2 separate regions of the Columba livia genome follow, and region 2 is linked to region 1. The links are chromatin contacts, called in public Hi-C maps. All regions are on one chromosome and are shown on one strand. Each heading gives the region's core, a stretch centred on a gene start, on an enhancer-like site or on the middle of the called end of the contact. The rest is flanking DNA. Distances are from core to core; before and after follow the strand shown.

Region 1 (5,641 bases), core at 2,358-4,857:
AGCTATAAACCAGTTATCAGAACAGCCTGAGGAGCAGGGCATAGAAATCTTGGCAAAGGCCCACTCATGTAACTGTGAATGAATGGAGATACTACCAGTTACCAGATTTCTACTGTTGTCTTGGTGTCCATCTTAGCTCTGTGAGAAAGAAATAAAAAAAGGTAGCCAGGGCAGTTTAAACTATGAAGGGCCTTCAAGGCCCAGAGAACTCCCCTCCATTCAAGTCTGTTCCTCCTTATTCTTCCCAAACTGCTCAGATCATTCACAGTACTTGAACACTCTTAATAGTTCTATACCAAGTTCTTTAACCAGGCAGTGTAATGGAGTATGACAACAAGGGATCAAGGAAAAAAGCAGTCACGCTATGCAAACAGGCCTCCAAATGCTCTGTTTAACCAGACACAAGACATCTGTTGGTAACTCTGCCCAGCCTACAGCAAGACAAATCAGAAAAATGGCATCTGTATCATAGGTAACTCTCAGATGAGGGGAGTGGATGCAGGAAGGTGCTAGTTATAGAGAAAGCTAAAGTTTTCAATTTCCTACTGACCAAGCTGTGCCCAGAGAGGGTTATACGGATGGGATTTTGCCAGCATGTTCACAGACTGTGATGTGCGCTTCTCAGAGAAGGCCTTTAAGGGAAGATGGTCAACTGGCATTACCGTTGGGACCCAAGCCAGATGATACGTCAGCACCGCCGTTAACAAAGCAGCAAAGAACCTAGGAAAAATAATATGACCAAAGTAACACCAGCAAAAGAATATCCCATTAAGTGTTTTAACACATCCACATGCACTGGGGAGCACACAAACTCTTCTAAGAAAAAGGAAGCAGGAGAAACTTACTGATTTTTGTTGATCTGTTCTATCAAAAACGTAAATTCTTTAAGAAAACGCTGGCATAGCTGATTCTTTTCCAGGGTGCTGGACATCATATTAAGCCACACAGGCTCTGCAATCCTTGGAACAGAATATAGGTTCCAGATTGTAACCCTGCTCAAAGAAAATTCCCAGAAGGGTTAATATGTACATCTCAATCTTGCAAATACAAGTACACCATTTCCTCCTATCACCCATTGATTTTTTTTTTTTTTTTTTTTTTTTGGTAAGATCTGGGAGACTAAACAAACTGGAAGAGCTTCCCAAACATACTAATTGCAAGTGTCCTAGAACAGTGTGTTTAATTCAGTGTACCAGTAACTTAGTGTCTTCATATGAATTACATGTCTGTTTTCCCTTTCTTGCATTTCCCTGTGTATCTATGTTCAGAGAAGCAATCCAGAAATCACTTCGAGGTGAGACAGAACCCATTGTATTCATTGCAGTGCTTCGATTCCATATTCCAGACATTACAGAAACTCTATCCCACCAAATCCTTTGCTCTCTGTCTACTCTCTTGGGTGCCCTTTTTGGCCTCTAGCCATTCCTTCCTCTCTTAGGTACCAAAAAGAGAGCCTTTGACAGCCACTTGCTTCTCACCGACACTGTTGAGTGTCTACGGCTAGGAGTAGCCAACTCATTTGCCTGAATACAAGAATCAATCCACTCGTTCACAAAGGCATCAGCAGAAGCCAAACACCTGATGAGATCTTAAAGACTGACAGTCCCAGGTACAGGTAAGTAAAGCAGAACTACTTGTACTCTCATTCTGAAATGACAGAGCTGGCTTTGCTGAAGTTTTTAAAAAACATTTACCCAGTACCCAACCCAGAAAAGTCATTCACACTAATTTCAAGACTGGTTAAATTACGAGACTTGGCATTCAGTTGCTTATAACTAGAACTGACAAATATCTTTAGACGGGCATGAGAAGAACTCTCCTTGTAATTGAGAATTCCATCAACTCACCTGAATTCTCCCAGGGCATCCATGACACGGCTGATATAAACCTGCACTCTTTGGCTGGATTCTGCTATTTTTCTACATGAGATCATGGCCTTGATTAAGAGTTAAAGACACAAAACAGCTTCTTAAAGGATTCGCATTCTTCATCTTTTTTAAGCTTCATTAACATGTCAAAATAATTAAGATGTAGCCACAGTGCTATATAGCCACTCAGGACAGCAATACCTGCCAGCCTCCCTCCACCTCATGAGAGACCAATCCCTAAGACCAGGCATGGGAAAAGAAGAGAACATTTTTGAGAGAGTAAGGGGAAGACAGCAACAAACATTTGTTGTGTCTGTTTTACTGACTGCATGAAACGATAGATTACCATCATTTCCACAGTCTCCAGGGAGTCACAAAAACCTCACAGTGAAATACGGTGAGAAGAAAAAAAAACAAAACCAAAAACCACCAGTAGCATAAGCTCTCCATTCTCATTCTAACTAGAAAAAGCCTGCACCTCTTTTTCAGCAAATACTGAATTCCTACAGTGGGCTCAGGCTCAAGACTAGATGTGTAAGAAGGGAGGGAGGCTTGAAACCACGCACTCTCCCACTCTTCATCTATCAGATTATAGAATACTTCATTCTGCTTGACACTTATTTTCCCACATTAAACCAAACTAGTGTTCTGTACCTTCTCTATTGCATACTTCAGCTTGTTCATGTGAGATTCAAAAAGAGGAAAGTGAGAGAAAAAGAAATCCTGGAAGTTTCTCTGTGCTTCTTCTTTTTCAGGCAGAGAAAAGATTATGCTGATTGCAATTTTCTTCCTCCGAATCATTGCAGGATTGGAGCTGCAGCTTTCATCAGCCATACTAAACATTTCTTCAGTGGACCTGTAAAACAGATTTGTTAGGACAGTTACCTATGTGCTGAGAGGTAATTAGTCTTCTATCCATATCTCTCTACAGTAGAAGGTAATTCATTCTTAGGTCTCCTTCGACTGACTATCCAAGATTTTGCTGTCATCCATCTCTGAACAGAGGATACCCAACATTTTGATGGATAAGACCTAAGTTTGCTCAGACAGCAGTAAGGCAACCCCCAAAGAGGCTAGCTCCTAAAGTGGTGTGAACTCTTTCCTCTGAAACAGAACTACTACAAAACCCCTCCTTCTTGATCTATCTTTACAGGAGATTAAGAAAAAGGAACGGAGACACAACATTAGCAATCATTAGCAAAAAAGGTTAAAGGTAGTTTCAGAGCTGTGAACTGCATCGAACACTCAAGCTCCTGCCTACGTGATTGGCAGTATGTCCATGATATTCTTGAATTGGTACTGCTGCTCATGAGAGAAGCTGGGAAACATGCTACCTATACTCTTCCAGCATCTTAAGATGGATGTCTTAAGGCACTTAAACATGCAAAGTAAAAGTTTCTATTTTAACTGAAGACAAGATGTCACCACTTAGTAATTACTGTGAAAACACAAACTTAACGCCTACAAATACATGTGTATACATGCTTAGCTCAAAGTTGGATATACTTCAGTTTAAAATGCTGTTTTCTGCTAATACACAAAAAAAAAAACCAACCACACAAACCAGTGGCTACTTTATAACCATTATTATTTCCCCAAGTTCTGTTTATTCACTTAATAATCCTGCCACATTTCTTTTTACAACAGTTATGCCATTTTTCAATATTAGATGAGTTGAAACTGAGATCAACGCTGCTCAATATCTTCTGGCCTGTGGATCAAAGTACACCTTCACTGAGTGTGGAGAAGGTGCCAAGTGGGGGAGAAATGGTCAATACACCAGAAGGCACTGTCCAGAGAAGCTGTGGAATCCTTATCCTCTGAGAATTTCAAGATTCAACAAGTTCCACAGCAATCTGACCTAAATTTCAAGCTGGTTCTTTACACCAGAAACCAATTCAGATGATAGCCACAAGTCTCAGCCTGAAGTTTTTCTGTGATTACACAAAAGGGCTGTTCTTCCATAAATACTTGCATTGCAGTGCTAAATATTGATGTTGCTGCATTTAGAGAACTATTATTTTTTCCTTGCTAAAAGATTCATGATCAATTTCACTGAAAAAAGGTCTTTAAAAAGTATATACTTCAATGAGTGAAATAGTATGGTCAAAACTTCTTTTGGAAAGAACTTTAACTGAATAATGGCTTTTAATCCACTGAGAAATTATAGAGGAAGAAGGGTAAGAACAGACAAGAAAAAGCCATTGGAACACAAATGGAGACATTCAGAGACCAGCTTATATGGAAATAACTTGGTTTTGGACTTTCTTTGTAAGTTAAGACTGCAATATGAGTGAGTGGTAATTAAAAGCTTGAAGGCTTTTCATATCAGAATTATCTTGAAATGGGGCCTGTGGCATTTATAGACCACTATGAAGCAATGAACAAGAAGAAAGTGAATGCTGAGCATTGATTCTAAGTTCATTCTAAAAATAAGTGGTTTACAGTTTAATTGGTTTGACAAAGTTAAATACACAAAAGTTTCTCATCATAGATGTATGAGTCCAGGAATACAGGAAAAAACATGCACAATAAAACCCTAGCAAAAGACAGCTTGTGGGAAACCAGAGTTCAAGACAAAAACATAACCTCATTTGAACTTCAGGAACTTGCATGCAGAGACAAAAATTCCCAAGGAAGTTGGGAAAGGATGGTCAGTCGGCATTAAGAAACATGGCAAGCTTTTGTACTGCTTCCCAGGAACAGAAATTGAAGAATTTAGCTCTGTGAGAGAATCCTTTTCAAGAAAGCTGCTAATCTAGCTTGCCTGCCAACTGACTACATGGGGTTCCAGCTAGACATCTCATTTTCTTTGAGCTATTGGCCTAAAACGTTGGTCACAGAGACAGTAGAATTTGGCTGTACAAACCAAAGTGCAAAATTTACTGTCGCTGAAGTATTCAACCAGAAGCCTACTGTTTCTCTAGCAAGTATTCAGAAAGCACTTCAAGGAACTTTCTATTTGTGAAACTTTAGCTACTTTCTAAACTGGGCTGAAATTATCTTATTTACCCTATGTTTTAACATTTTTGCATTTGCTGCTCACAAGACTAAAAAGTACTTCAATTTACTGAAAGCAAAATGTTTGCTAGGTTATTCTCAACTGCAAGAATGATTTAGAAAGCATGACTGCTACACTAGTAGCACTGCATGATTCTTTGTGTTAAAGATTATTCAGTAAGAACATCCAGGAAAATAGGTTCAAGTGTTGCCACAAGGGAAAGATGCTTTTAAGCTTCTCTTAACTGAAAACAGTGAAGAGGGAGAAAGGCCAAAAAGGAGAAATTTCTTACAGCTCTCCACTAATTCCACACTGTCTCTAGGTACAGGTGGATGAGTACATACGAACAGACAATCAAGAACCATTTGCTATTTTGCAGCTGATAAGGGAAGAATTTGCTTGTTCGCTACAAAAATTCTGCTGCATTCCATGCTTTGTTATGCCACTGAGCTACAAAAGCTAATAAAATTCCAAAACAGAACCCAAGCTTTTTGATCACAGCTTTTTTTTTCCTTCCTGTTTTGGCAGAAGTCACATCAGGAACATCCTGTACCAGCTGAGAGAGCTGTCATAGGCTATTATTCCAAAATTTCAGTAACTGCTCACTAGTTAGGATTCATCATAGTATAATGTAATTATGGCAGCAACGCTGTTACAGTCTCTTTCATCTCAATAGGATGCTCCGCTCCTTCAGAAACAGTTGAATTTGCTTTTCAACATGTGGCTTCAGACACAGTCTATATGTTCAATAAAAATTAATGTATTTCAAATC
Region 2 (6,171 bases), core at 2,554-5,053, 40 kb after region 1:
AGTCAGTTGAAAATGAAAGACACTTTAAAGGGAAATATTAATTTAAAATAATTGTTTCAAAATGACTGGGAAGTATTGGTGTATGTAATGAAACATTTGATTTTCAACAGTCTTTGGTGTTAAGAATAAAAAGGCCAGATAAAGGGTATATTCTTTTAATCAAAATATAAATATTGAATAATATGGTGAGAATTGGATTGTGTGAAGGTAATAGGTATTTACAATTCTCTGAAATCACTACTGTTACTTATGTATCTTGTTAAATTTCCTAAAACAAAGGTGCAATACTTTTTACCCCAGAAAAGCCTGCAGATGTGCATAGCAGTAGATGTTCAAATACTTGTTTCAAACCTGGTTTGGTTCCTCTCCTGGTAGTGTTTCTAAGCCTCCTGTCTAGGACTCCATCCAAAGCCTCGCTGGAAATGCTCATGTTCCAGATTTTCAATTGCAAAATCCATTGTGGGGACTCACTATTTGCTGGTTGCACTCTTGTCTTTAAATACATCTTGCCGTAGCTCATCCTGGACTCCATTGTACCCACATTAGATGCAGACCAAAAAGGCTTTCTACATAATAAAGAATACAGTCACCATAATTGATATTTTAATACCCTTTGGTGATAACTATGATAAACAGCATTATACATTTACATGAAATTGCAGTGACACACAGGAAATACCTTTGTATCAAAAGTGAGGGCAGGAATTTAGCAAAAAAAACATCCCACATCAGCAGTGTGGCAACAGTGGCCAGCAGCTTCTCTGGTTATTTGCCTCTGAAACTTAGTTCTTAGCTAAACCATGTTTTTAGTGATCAAGGTATCTGAAAGTTAGTGATGACTAAATGCATGACTTTTCTTTCAATTTCTGTCATAGAATGTCAGCTCTGTGTAGACAATTTTCTTTTTCAAATATCCTGGGACAAGAACATATGGTTCTTTAATGGTTTAATATTGCATTTTAATTCAGCTTAGAGGAATCAGCTGAGAGCCAATAACTGCTCAGTATAGGTTTAATTTGGGACCTTTTTTTTTTTTTTTTTTTTTCAGAAAAAGACTTGGTGTAGATGTGGAACAATAAGCCTGATAATGAGGAAACAGATTTCTCTTTCTCCTGTCTCGTGTCTCTCTGATGAAAATGACATGTTTGGTGTGCCAGGTCACATGGGAACAGCACATGATGCACCCTGTGGCACAGGAAAGGCTGAGTGGCTGCTCTATTTCACAGCAAGCACTGAAAGCATCCTTACCAAGACTGTTATCAAAAAATTGCATATTGGAAGCTTCTTAATAGCTGCTGTGAAAGGCTGAAGTATGTGTTTCAGTTGCTTGTCAACTCGATCCTCTCAGTTCTCCACTGGGTCCTGTTCTGAAGCTACAATTCAATCCAGTGAAAAGCCCACAAACATACAATCATTCCTATAAAAAACAAAATGGCTTTTAATATCCTTAGACAAGGAAGTTCTGCACTAAGCCAAAGTTCTCACCTTCTGGTGGCATGAACATGTTTAAGCTTCAATTTTCTTCACAGTGTCAAATACAGATTTAGAGGTGAAAAAAAAAGAAAATTAAATAAACAGCAAAAAATCCTATTCTGAATGTGTACATATTTGCCCACCTTACACAATCAGCAACAATTATAAATAATCTTTATTTTACAGTTTATTCTTTCACAAATGCTATTTTACAGGATGGAACGATTATTCATTATTATTGCTTATTGTGTCTTCCATCGGACTACAAGTTTTAGAATGATATAGGCATTTCTGTGCATTTATCAATGATAGCTTCTTTAGTCAGGGAGGGAAGAAGAGGAGAAAATGAAGATTGTATAAGTGGCTGGACTTAGAAGATCCACATCCCTTGCTCTGACTGGTCTTTGAGTTCAATTAGACTGGAGTGTCATACTCCAGCAAGTATGATGTACTCAGTAGAGGAGAGACCTGTACTTTTTAGCACCCTCAACATGTGTTTATCTAATTATAATACTCAAAATAATTTTACTGCATAGCTAAAGCTGCGTGTGCGTAAATATCTGAATTAAAACCTTTGACAGTTCAGTTATAGTGCCTATTTTCAATACAATGTTTTACAAGTGTTTACCACATTTGAAAGACATTATTTATCCATCAATTTTGTGTGTAACTTAATATATTAATTTGAGCATAAAATCACTCAGTAAATTATTGACAGAAGTCACACTACAGTTGCTTTTTACAATCTGTCAATGACTATAAATTATTATGTACAGTAATTATGCTACTGCAGTGCTTGGAAGATATTCATTCAGCTCACATTATTTTCCAGAATCTCCTACTGACACTGAGAAAGTTGCTTAGTTTTTCTCTCGTCCACCTCACATCTCCAAATTAGCACAGGGATTGCCTGTTTCTTTGTACTTCTAAAGTACATTGCACATAGGGATTTTCGAGCAACTACTGTAATATGAATAACTAATCTAGAATCTAGACTATTCCAACTTGGCCAGGAAAATAACTACAGGGACTGTGTAAGTCTGCTCCTGGAAGAATGAATCACTACTTCTTCTCAAGAGGAAGCTGCCAACAGCTCTTGCGGGGGACACACACCAACACCACGCACTTTACTCTGCTGTCTGCTAATGAAATCTCTTCCAGACTGTACTTGCTTGGCTAACAACTGCCTCACTGAAATCACTTCTCCTACGCCACTGCACCTCACCTACGCTAAGCGTAATGATAAAAATATCTCAACCAGTGACCATGGCCAGATGCCTGGTGACTTGCAGATGACTCAAAGCTCTGGTGGCCTTTCACATGGTGGAGCATGCAAAATCCCTGACACAGCTGCATGACCTGGCTCAGAGAGAGAAATGCCTTAGTGTGGTCCCAATGATTCCTCACTAAGTGTTCCCAGATGGTGGCAGATGGTTTTTCCTTCTGTTGAGGCTTCCCAGATGCAATATTCAACAGCACTCGGTGCTGATCACCTCTTCTATCCAACATCTGTACAGAGGCTGTGGGAATTATCACGATGCAGTATATGGACTGCAGTGTTATTAATATCAGTGCTACTTTATATTTTCTTTCAATATGGCAATTACAGATGACCTCTGACACGTCTAATATTGAGAACATACTGAGAGAGAGATGAAAACCAGCTTGATGAAGTTCAAGCCCAAACATATAAAGATGACATGAATTAGAGGAGAAAGCATTTGGAGGATAGAATGAATCAAAGAATGAACGTAGAGGTTTCTAGGATGGATTAGAGAAGTCCAAGGAACAGAGAGGATCATTTTTGAACAGCAGCATTCCCAAAACAACTTTAAGTTTGCAAGAGCCCAGCACTTTTCTGCCCCTTCAACTTTTGCCTCAACACACCCCTTGCCTTCAGGATGCCCATGAGCACAGGATGTGGCCAGGTTGGCCATTCATGTGCTTGGGAATTCCGCACCTTGAGGAGCCCCAACAAAGTTTGTTGACGGTTTTCACATCCCTTGGTCAACACAAGTGGCTGAAAGAGACTGTTTGCCTCAGAGCAATTATCGTGGTAGTCACACTTTGGGAAGAAACACATTTCGTTTTCAGACCTTAAGAAGCCTGGAGTTATTCAGTGTTTCTAAGCATTTATATGGTGATAGTCACTTTGAAAACTTGCCAATTTTTCCACGGGTCACAGCTTTTCACAAAGCCTGCGTTTCTCTCATAACGCAGGCAAAATAAAAAATCCCTCTCCTTACCCGCATTTCCAGGCCTTCTGTAAGTGTATATACTCTCAAGAAACAAACGTTTTTTCTTTGCAGGTTACCTCCAAGTGATTAAAGACGTCTCGGAGGCAGGAGGCCGAGGCAGACCTTTCCCGCAGGCATCTGCGGGGCCCTGGCTCCGCCGTGCGGCACCCGCGTTGCGCCACTACCCGTCGCCTTCCCGCCCGGCGCCTCGGCGAGCGGTGCGAGGCCGCGCCGGGGGCACCGAGGGCCGCACCGGAGGCACCGAGAGCCGCCCGCAACACACCCGCCCCCGCCGCGCTGCCGCCCGCGGCGCCCGCCCGCCCGCGCTCCCTCAGCCTCCCCTGAGAGCGCCCGCCCGCCGCCATTAGCTGGGGGCAGGCTTCTGTCCCCACGGTGGCTGCGGCGCCCTCCGCCAGCCGCCGGCCCCGCCGGTGGGAGGAGCGGGAAGCGGTCCCGACCCCGCGGCGGCCGGAATCGCGAGCGGCCGAGTAAGGCGGAGCCACCGCGGCAGCGGGCAGCTGCGATATGTCGCATCCGTCCCCTGTCGCCCGGCCCAGCAAGCCCTCCAACCCCCGCGCCTTCTTCGATGTGGACATCGGGGGCGAGAGAGGTGGGGAGGGGGCGGGAAGGGAGCGGCGGGGATCCGGGCGAGACCCGCGTGGTTGGGCCGGGGCCGGGGGGCCCGAGGCCGGGGGGGCCCGAGGCCGGGGCCCCTCTGTGCTGAACACGCGGAGCCCGGGCCGGGTGGCGGGGAGCGGGCGGGAGCGGGGCGGCTCACGCGTCAGTCGGGCCGCGGCACCGAACGTTCTCGACGGGGAGGGACCCCGAAGCTGCGGTGGCGTGCTGCGGGCACACACACGCGGTGCCGGGAAGGGGGAGAAACATGGCCCCGCCGCGAACGGGCCTCCTGTGGGGCGGGAGACTGCCTCCCCGCCGGGACCTGCGAGCTCCGCTGGGGTTTCCCCGCTGAATGAACAGGCCCGAGGGAAACAGAGGGAAAGACAACATGGCTGCATCGGCCTCCCGTTCCCTGGGGCTTCCCAGCTGAGGGGTGCACCCGACCGTGATGCCGGGGAGCGGGCACGTACAGCGCCATCAGCGATCCCCTGCGACGCCATCCCTGAACAGCCTCGCCCGGCCAAGTGTAGCAGGCTGGCTTGCTGCCCTGCACCGTATAGGTCCCCGGGGTACCTATGGCCACGGCCCGCACCTACACACCCGCTAACACGTGCCGCCAGCCTGCCGAGCTCGGCCTGGGTGAGAGCAGCCCTCACCCTGCTCTCAGGCCGTGTCCTGCCACCCACGCGTGGGGCCGTGGTGCCAGGCCTCACCTGGCTGCTGCTGGCCTGGGGCTGCCGGGGGGTGGTGGCCTGTGCTAGGCCGAAAGCTCTGGCAGACCCTTGGTCCCAGTCATTCTCTTGGCATCAGTCATTCTCTTGGGATCGGTTGTTCTCTTGGCATGGCTGGTGTTGGCAGAGGTCATTCGAAAATCTGGGCAAATGGTCGAAGTGGAAACAACAAAACAACAACATGGATGCTGGGGTGATATTCAAAAGTGCAGGTTTTCAAAATTTGCATGGGTGAAGATAGATGATGCCTTTTTGTCAGAATATTGCCTCTTGTTTACTCATTCTGCTACTCAATAATAAGTCTGTAAGATGATTTGTCTTTTATTGACTTTCAGTTGTCTAATTTGTTTTCATTCCTGTATTAATTAGAATTAATGTATTTACATTTGGTTTCCGGTGGAGTGAAGATATGATAACTAATTGACTGTGAGGCTGATGAGAAAACAGCAGCAGCAACTGGTGGCAGCTGCTAGGAGTGAGAAATATCTCTCCGAGAAGCCACTTTGTGAAAAGATGAGAATTTGACACATAATCCATTTATCGCCTATTACAGGATCTGTTAGCTACTCAGCTTTCACTTCCTTTAGTTAAAACGTGTACATTTTTTAATAATTGCTTGTAGCATCTGTAACTGTAAATAGCCATTATTCATATGCATGTTAGGTGTTACGGTGTCTTAGTAAAATTGAGATTTAAGAGAATGAGGAATAAGGTTGGCGTACATGTTTAGCATAAGTTCTTAGATCACATGAAAGTCTCCACAAAACAGTCTTTTTTATTGTAGCTGATTTTGCTTGAACAAGCTACATGTACATGTTAAAAGGGACATAAAATAAGTATGCATGTTACAATACATAATTTGACTTTAATATATGCATGTGTGATTTCCCACACACATTTTTTTGGCAGAAAATGCATTTGGTACTTTTGATAGTTTCTGGCAGAATCTGTCTTTATTCCCTGTAAATTACTCTTGATAGTGGAATTCGTTGTTGGTAATAACCTTGCTAAAACCCTAATGTAACTCTGTCAGTGATTGCCATGGAACAAACCCAAAATGTCAGTTTAATAGTAATCTAAATAAATACAGTCAAGTCTGAAATATTAATTAC

Evidence for each region. A called contact is a pair of places that touch in the nucleus more often than the background predicts.
Region 2: a Hi-C map of crop shows a contact between it and region 1, with 1.9 times the contacts expected there. The contact joins the promoter of PPID here to the enhancer-like site in region 1. A contact is called at or near these places in 2 of 2 Hi-C or Micro-C datasets (crop and liver).

The regions. Positions count from the first base shown.
Region 1 is chr4:44,053,889-44,059,529 of bColLiv1.pat.W.v2, forward strand. FNIP2 (folliculin interacting protein 2) reads right to left here. Exons shown (of 18, transcript XM_065061444.1): 10 at 2,523-2,724; 11 at 1,848-1,936; 12 at 846-992; 13 at 551-720. Among named protein-coding and RNA genes, the nearest start is that of FNIP2, 34 kb to the right of the region's middle. Within about 2 kb of position 3,608, at least 1 of the 3 cell types and tissues checked has an H3K27ac peak away from gene starts, as active enhancers do.
Region 2 is chr4:44,093,982-44,100,152 of bColLiv1.pat.W.v2, forward strand. PPID (peptidylprolyl isomerase D) reads left to right here and starts at 3,804. Exons shown (of 10, transcript XM_065061451.1): 1 at 3,804-4,320. The coding sequence starts at 4,236. LOC110362901 (a long non-coding RNA gene) reads right to left here and starts at 3,713. Exons shown (of 2, transcript XR_002420588.2): 1 at 1,249-3,713; 2 at 1-566.